Regions from separate parts of the Ovis aries genome. Here region 2 is linked to region 1. A link is a contact called in public Hi-C data. All regions are on one chromosome and are shown on one strand. The core of a region is the stretch at or near the end of the contact, and the rest is flanking DNA. Distances in the headings are between cores, read along the strand shown.

The links. Hi-C and Micro-C count contacts between places; a contact is called where the count stands out from the background.
Region 2: a contact with region 1 is called in a Hi-C map of liver, with 4 times the contacts expected there. The contact joins two enhancer-like sites. A contact is called at or near these places in 13 of 16 Hi-C or Micro-C datasets (blood, hypothalamus, liver and 5 more).

The regions. Positions count from the first base shown.
Region 1 is chr21:29,079,891-29,084,000 of ARS-UI_Ramb_v3.0, forward strand. No RefSeq gene overlaps it. Among named protein-coding and RNA genes, the nearest start is that of TRNAR-CCU, 150 kb to the right of the region's middle. Within about 2 kb of position 2,376, at least 11 of the 54 cell types and tissues checked have an H3K27ac peak or open chromatin away from gene starts, as enhancers often do. A contact at or near this core is called in liver, where this site is marked.
Region 2 is chr21:29,443,563-29,447,672 of ARS-UI_Ramb_v3.0, forward strand. No RefSeq gene overlaps it. Among named protein-coding and RNA genes, the nearest start is that of FLI1, 41 kb to the right of the region's middle. Within about 2 kb of position 2,284, at least 6 of the 54 cell types and tissues checked have an H3K27ac peak or open chromatin away from gene starts, as enhancers often do. A contact at or near this core is called in liver, where this site is marked.

The DNA of each region.
Region 1 (4,110 bases), core at 1,126-3,625:
GCACATGGCCTTCACAGTGCACGCTCAGTGGTTGAGGCACATCAGCTTAGTTGCACGCGGAATCTCCGCAGACCAGGAATGGAGGCTGGGTCCCCTGCACAGGCAGGCAGATGCTCAACCACTGGAGCACCAGGCGAGTCCAAGGAGGGTGTCTGTGACCCATTGCAACCTGCGGGACTTCATCCTTGGTGCTGTTTGAACCTCACCACCTCTTTGGCCTCCCCTTGTGCTCTCTTCACACTTAGAATTTCTTCGTTTTCATGGCCACCCCTGGACATCTTAAACTTCCTGTGGCAAAAGAGAATTCTTGATTTCCCGCCAGTGTTCACCCCCTTTAAAATCTGCCCCTCTGTAGTGTTCCCCATCTTAATACAAATGACAACCTGCAGCTTGAGCCTGAGTTACCCTGAGGCCTCTCTTCCTTGGATTCCCCATGCTCTCGCGACCACTTCACCCATGCCTGCCTCCACCCAGTTATTCAGATCTTGGCTTAATGTTCTTTCCTCAGAGACCCTCCTTTCCCCCTCAGTGTGTGGTTACGACTTGCCATCATGTCATTCTATGTCAGGCATTATCACCTCCTAACGTTTCCCCCATTTTTGTTCTTTGTCTCTCCCTGCCTTCTGTTCCCACTACTAGAATATGACTCCGTGAGGGCAGGGATTTTGCCTGTCTTGTTAATCATTTATGGTCAGGCACATGGTCAATGAGCAAAACATGTCTGTGAAATTCATCTTAACCCTAAGTCTAGTCCCTCCTGACTGTAGTGAAGCTACAAGTCCTCACGATGAAACCCCTCTCTCTGTGGATATACATAGGAAAACCAGCAGCAATACATGCTCTTTGTGATTGTCCCTTTAGGGGACAAATGGTGTCATCTGGTGCTCCTGGCCATGGAGGGAAGTACGTGCTGGTCTCTCCCCCAGGACTCGCTAGAAGTTAGGTAAGTTGTGAGTGAAAACAATCAACGTGAACAAAGGGAAAAGGGCAGTCAAAGAGTAGGCTGTTACTTTGGAAAACTGTCAGCACTCGAGCAAAAGAACTCAATGCATTGATTGTCAGTTCAGCTGAACAATTTGTGAATGGAGAGCTTTCTGCAGAATGAATGAACGCAGTTCCATAATTCACAAAGTCTGACTCAAAATTGGCTGAGAGATGGAGCATGATCAGACTGATCGATTACGGCACGTTTTCCCACCTATCAGCCACAGCCATTTGGTTTTCCTCCATCACCCTGATACTAGCAAGCCACAGTCAGTTGTAGGAGAAACCCTGTCACTGACAATGTGACTAGATAATTATCCATCAGCTACTTTCCACACTGAGAAGCATTTTTGATCTGAGCACTAAAGTCTTCAGGCCAGTGAAGACCTTTCACTTACAGCTTTCTTCCAGTTAGAAGACTCTTAAGGCTGTAAATTGTAGAGTTCTAGAATTCAGGTCTACAAAAGTCTTCCAGTTCCCTTTCGATGTCTTTTTGCAGGCTGCACCAAATTCACTAAGAAATATGCTTGAAACTTTCTGAAAGGGACACTCTTGGTGCTTTCAGGTAATAGTTCTGGTCTCTGCTTTACAATCAGAAAGCTTTGTTGTTGTTTTGTTCTGTCTCTCCAACATTAGACCAACAAATGCACCTTCCAACCTGTCCCTTTTTATCCCACCTTCCATGGAACTGACAGAACAACTGACCCGTGCTTAGGGAAGAGGCATAGAGCACAGCATTTGCCCTAATCATTTCCTGTTACAGGCAGATTCTGTTTAGGGAAAACATTTTATTTAACCAAAGGTCTCCAGCAGTTGTGCCATAGCCTCGTTTTCAAAATACAGTTCTATACAGTGATCAGTCTTTCTTGCAATAAGGAAAAGATGCAGAGAAACTGCCCTAATATCATTTTGTTCCCTTAAAATTATGATACCATCTAACCCTACTTTTCATTAAACTAAAAGCCTGAATATCGAGTAAAACTGAGTTTTGTATCCTTAAAATTGGACTTCCCAGGTGGCACTAGCGGTAAAAGAACCCACCTGCCAATGCAGGAGATGCTAGTTAGATCCCTGGGTCAGGAAGATCCCCTGAAGGAGGAAATGGCAACCCATTCCAGTATTCTTGCCTGGAGAATCACATGGACAGAGAACACAGTGTTGCAAAGAGTCGGACACAACTGAAGCGACTTTACACACATGCACACACCCTTAAAATTAGGATGCCATCTATGCTTTGTCATCCATCACATGCTCGGTCGTCCTCACTTTTGCTAAACTATAAGCCTAAATATCATGTAAAATGGAATTCATGTAAAAATACAGTCCATAATAAAGTCTTGCTACTCTGAGTCAAGGTGGCTTCATTGCCATCTGAGATCCTGTCACTAGAGGGAGTAAAACCCAGCAATCCGCAGCCCGTGGCCCTGCCTGCACAGCAAGGTTGGCTGTTTTACCTTTCTCTTTAAACAAATGATTCTCAGCTCAGTTGCCCCAGAAAAACACCAACATCTGGTGTGCTGTGTTTATTCTGAGGTTACTATTTCTAAAAATAGTTTTCTGAAAAATTGCCCTCGTAGGCTGGGAAGCACACAGGCAGAGCAGTGAGCGAGTGGGAAGTACTCCTGCCCCGCAAGGACCCTGGAGGCTGGGCGTGCGGGATGAGAAAGCAGTAAAACAGCACAAAACTAGTTGACCTGCGAGGAGGGCTGCAGGTGCCCACGAGGCAGGTGGCAAGCCAGAGCCACCAAGCCTGGTAGAAGGAGAAGGTCAGCTGGGAGGTGTGACCAGCCCTGCTGAGCCCCCAGAGAGGAGGAAACAATTTGAGGCTGGGGTGCCCGTTACAGGTGGCGATCGGGGGTGGATCTTGGTGAGAGGTTTGCTTCAGCCAGACAGTGGCAGAGAAAAGGAGCTTTGCCAACCTGTGCTGGGGGGAGTGTGTGTGTGTGCGTGTCCACGCATGGGAGGTGGCAAGAGGAGAAAGTCAAGATTTTACAGGTTCTTTGCATTTTCCTCACCCAGCTTTTCTCTCTATTCAACCTTCCAATTCCTCCTAAAGTCTTGCCATTTTTAAGAAAGAAAGAAGAAAGAATGTGAAGTCGCTCAGTCGTGTCCAACTCCTTGGGACCCTACCAGGCTCCTCCATCCATGGGATTTGCCAGGCAAGAGTGCTGGAGTGGCTGGCCATTTCCTTCTCCAGGGGATCTTCCCAACCCAGGGATTGAACCCGGGTCTCCCGCATTGCAGGCAGTCGCTTAACTATGTGAGCCACCAGGGAAGTCTCTCTACTATTTTTAAAGGAATTTGTAATTTTCTATGGATTCCATTCTAAAACCTCCTGAAGATGTAAATTTAAGGAACGTCACGAGTGGAGTTTGTCTTCTGAAGCGTGTTGGGGGCGATACTCCAGGTATCCCAGTGGGGAGCTGTGTGTTTCTCCTCCTCAGACGCCCAGCCCTCTGCCTCAGCAGCCCCTCTTTCCTTTCCTGTCTGCTGCCGCCATGCTTGCTTCATCTGGAGAATCATCTGTGACTGCCCTCTCTTGGGCTGGGGACAGGGGATGGCCCCAGTCTAGGTTCTGAGTGGTTCTGTGGAGCACATGGGTGGCCCCAGTGCACAGACCACCTTCTACCAGCTGCTTTCCTCTCCCACGGACCTCAAGGCACGTAGGCAGCTGGGTTTCCGGGTCCTCTCGAAGGCAGGGAGCCAAGGACAGGACTTCTCTCTTCACCCTGATGAAGCCCCAGGAGGATTTAGTCTACCTGGAGACTGGAGAAATCCACCCTCTGAGCTTTGAGTGTTAACTCCACCACGTACAGGGTCTGAGTCTCTGTGTTCAGGCAGAAAGAAGACCAGCCTGTGTCATAAAAGCATTCTGGCTCCCAGGGCCTGCTCTGATCATATGTAACTCTGATTTCAGACAATTCGATGAACTCCTCCCAGCCTCCACTCTGCCATCTATAAAGTGAGAGAGTTCGATGAGACTCTGTGTGGGATCTTTTTCTGGTTCAAAAACTCCACGATTTCTGCCTGGTGAATGAAGAGTCTCTGACCACATCCAGCCCACCACCTCCACCCAGAAGTCAGTAGGGAAAAGTCTCGGGTAGAGTGCTTGCCAGCCCCAGGGTA
Region 2 (4,110 bases), core at 1,034-3,533, 360 kb after region 1:
GCAGTGATTTTGGAGCCCCCAAGTCTGTCATTGTTTCCATTGTTTCCCCATCTATTTGCAAAGAAATGACGGCACTGGATGCCATGATCTTAAGTTTTCTGAATGTTGAGTTTTAAGCCAACCTTTTCATTCTCCTCCTTCACTTTGCTTCAAGAGGCTCTTTAGTTCTTCTTTGCTTTCTGCCATAAGGGTGGTGTCATCTGTGTATCTGAGGTTATTGATATTTCTCCTGGCAATCTTGATTCCAGCTTGTGCTTCATCCAGCCCAGCATTTCATATGATGTACTCTGCATATAAGTTAAATAAGCAGGGTGACAATATACAGCCTTGACGTACTCCTTTCCCGATTTGGAAACAGTCTGTTGTTTCATGTCCAGTTTTAACTGGACATCAACCATCACAATCCATGAATCCACTCCTGCCTGATCAACATCAAAAGACACAAAAGCCTGGTTTTTACCAGCAATCCAGACTCACTGCACCCCTTTCCCCAGGAATGAGCTTCTCTGAGCAGAAAGCATGATACATTTGGGCTGGGATAGGAACTGACAGTGGGAAGGGGGTAAAAGCCCTCTGGAGCTTACTCTCTTCTGATGCTGAACAATGGCAATCATTTTCTTTTCTTTTCTTTTTTTTTTTTTTTTTTTGGCAATCATTTTCTGATGAACTTGTTTTGCACATAGCAGCCATCCTGAGCACTGCATGCTAACACTTCTATCTCATTCTCAGGATTGGAAGGTCAAGGGCTCACATGAGACCCCACCTGGAGCCCAGGTTCTCTCAGCCTTGGAGTCCCCTGCCGGTGCCCGGCACCACAAAAACACCCAGACTTTGGGCTCAGAGAGACTTGAGTCTGAACTCCACATTTGCTAACAGTATGACCTTGAAAAGGAATTAAACTCACTAAGCTTCAGTCGATCTTGTGTGAAAACAAGAAATAAGATGCAACTCCCTGGGTGGGTATGATATTTCAGTGAGATAGCAAACAGAAGGTGCCTAGTCGGTGTCAAGGCATGGAAGATATTTGATAATGCAAAAGTCAGCATGGCAACCTTTCTTTCTTTCTTTCTTTTTTTTTTTTTTTTGGTAGAATGCCAGGTATCTTAGAGGTCCCAGTGGAGATTTCAAAGATAACTTTATAAGCTACCAAGAAAAGGGAGACATGAAGAGGAAGACAAAGAGGGAGAAAGAGAAAAAGAAAAGAGCACTGACCAGTGTATCTGGGTTGAAATGATAAGAACAGCAGTCAGCCAGCAGCTTTGTGCAATGTGAAAATTGGTAGCCACGAGCAAGGCTGCAAGGCTGTCACACAGTGAAAACTCAAGTAGGTCTTTATGGACGAGGAAGAATCCAGCAGGAAAAAGAAAAGGTATTTCAGGCAGAAGGGATCACACATGCCAAACGCCAAGGTGGGATCCCTGGTCTCGGGTGGCCTGTATCGTGGTCTATAGAGGGAAAGCCACAAGAAATAGAAGAGAGTCATGCCATACTGTGATGGGCCCACCTTGCCTGAGCAATGGGACTTTAATTCAAGTCCTCAGAGACTTCCGGTGGGGGACTAGGGGAGACAGTGGCAATTCACTCCAGTGTTCTTGTCTGAAAATGCCTTGGACAAAGGGAGCCTGGCAAGCTATAGCCTGTGGGTCAAAGAGTTGGAAAGACTTAGCAATTAAACAATATTAATGGGGCAATAGGGGGAACAGGACCAGATTTGCTTCAGAAAGATGACTCGGCTCAGTGGAGGGGATGCGATGTGCGGGGTGGGTGGTGGGGGTGGGCGGGAGGATAGGAAGGGGTCCCAGGGGAGGGGAAGTAGGGGCAGAGGGAGTTAGCAGCCTTTCTAAAAAGGAAACCACACAGGCTGATGGCCTCATGTAGTCAATGAGTATAATCCACAAAGCCAAAGGTGAGTTCCAGACTGGCTAAAAATCTCCAGCATGACTTGGGTTTCTTGGTGTGGCCGGTTTCTCCTGCCCTCCTATCTCTGCTTCCCAGCTGCTTTCTAATCCCAGAGATAAACGTGAGTAATCCAAAGGAAAGGGCCCCCAAAACCAAAGGGAATATTTATTTTAAGTAGATTGACGTCTGTAGGAAGGGAAAAAAAATAAAAACCTACCAAGGCCTGAATGGGGAACCATGACATTCACACAGCCAGGCCATTGTGTAAAGAGAAAAATTCCTCAAGATTGTGTTTGTCCAAGAAATCAGACAGTTTACGGTCCCTGAGTCAAAACACTCAAAGATTGGAAGCCAGGGTTTCCTGGGCTGAACCCAGTTACTAAATAAAATGAAAAGGAAGGAGCAATTAGATGCCGCGGATTGTTGGGAAGTGGGTGGGGTCAGTTCCAAGGCTTGAATTCAGCAGATGTGACAGAAGAAATGCAGGGAGGAGGCCCTTGGGTTTGCCAACCCCCCACCCACCCAAACGGGTGCTGCTGTGCCCCACAGCTAGACTTTCTGGGGGCTGGAGGTGGCCTGGGCCCCGTGGAGGCTCTGAGCCTGGCCAGGTCTTAAGAGGCAGCCAGGCTCATTGCAGAAATCAAAAGACACTGGCTCTCTTCTCGTTCATTTGAGGAGCAGTCTTCGGCGGTGTCCTGCAAAGAATGGCCCCCATGGGGAGTCTGCCTGTCTTCTTCCAACCTTCCAGAAATGTTGGGAGAGTGGGGATCAGGGACTCTATCATCTATGAGGAAAGGGATTCATGGCAAAAGTCACCAGGTGGGAAGAGTGGGAAAGAAAGAGGGACAGAGAGAGAGCAGGACCATGAGGAGGCTGCCTGGTAACATCGGGGGCTTCTGCCCTCCTTCCTCCTCCCCTAGGCCCGCACCCCATGAGCTCAGACGCCACGCTGCACTCATGGCAGCAGGGTGACTTTCAGGACCATCCTGGCCGAACACAAAGGGAAGAAAGGGGCCGGGCGAGCACAGGACATGTCTGTGCCCCTGGTCAGCGACTATGAGCTGCTAGTAGGAAGTGAGAGTCCAGCTGCCTCCTGCCTGGGGGGAAAAGATACCAGCCACATGGAGCCTGGCTATGTGTGTTTGGGGTTGCCCAGCGACCTGGCTGTTGCTCAGATGATCCCCAGAGGATCACACCTCAGTGATCTCCAGAGGGTGCCCTTTCTGGGTTGGGGTTACTGATGGAGCAGTGAGGTATAGACCTTTGAAGATTCTCCAGAACTGAAGTCCAAAAGATGGACTTGGAGAGCTCCTCCAAGGGTTTTCTTAAGCTGAATTGAGGACAAGTTTTAGTCCAGTGCTTCAAGTAATGGCAAATTCAGAGGGGGTGTGAAATTTCTTCCCAAAGGTGAGGAGCAGAAACATTTCATAAACAAATGAAAGAGGGGGAAAAAAAAAAAAACCCACCGAAGCCTGTAAAAGATTAACTGTGTCTCTGATTTCTATTTTTACTCTAAAGTCCTTTCAAAGGAAAGCTTCATTTTTACAACTGACCCTTCCAGGAACAGAATTAAGTGGTTTCTAGAGTTGAATTTGATTTTCTGTGTCCCTGAGGAGTGTTTCACGGTCACCTGCACCGCACGGCGGAAAAGAGAATGTATTGTCAGACCTCACCGATGCCTTCAAAGGGCTTAGGGGGCGCACCACTAATATTCAGGTCTGTCTCCACCTTTCTCTGCTGACTTGGGTGGGTGCGGAGGGCAAGGTTGTTTTGAAATAGTGTAGATGGCCTGGATTGAAGCACAGCTCAAATCACCGAGGTGGACTGGGGACCCATCCTCAAGACCAGGCTCTACTAAAGGCTCTTCAGTGCCTTGGTCCTCGTTCCTCTTCCTTCCACTTCCCACTCCTAATTTTTGTCAGCAAAGGAGCTGTAAGCTAGAATCACACAAAGACGTTAGGGATGAAGTCATTCATCCCTTATGGAAGCATCTGCATTTTACAGAGCGAAAGTCATGCCAGGGCTGCATGAGATGGACATGAACATGAAGCCAGGAAAGCTGAGGCCAGGATCAGGGCCCGGGGGTGACCTGCAGAGGCCTCTGTGTTCACATTAGACTCCACCAGATGGGCCCCAATGGCTCTGCCCAAAGGGAGGACCTTTGGATAAAGGTGAACTTTGGAGGGTGAGAGAAGGCATGAGTTGGGGGAT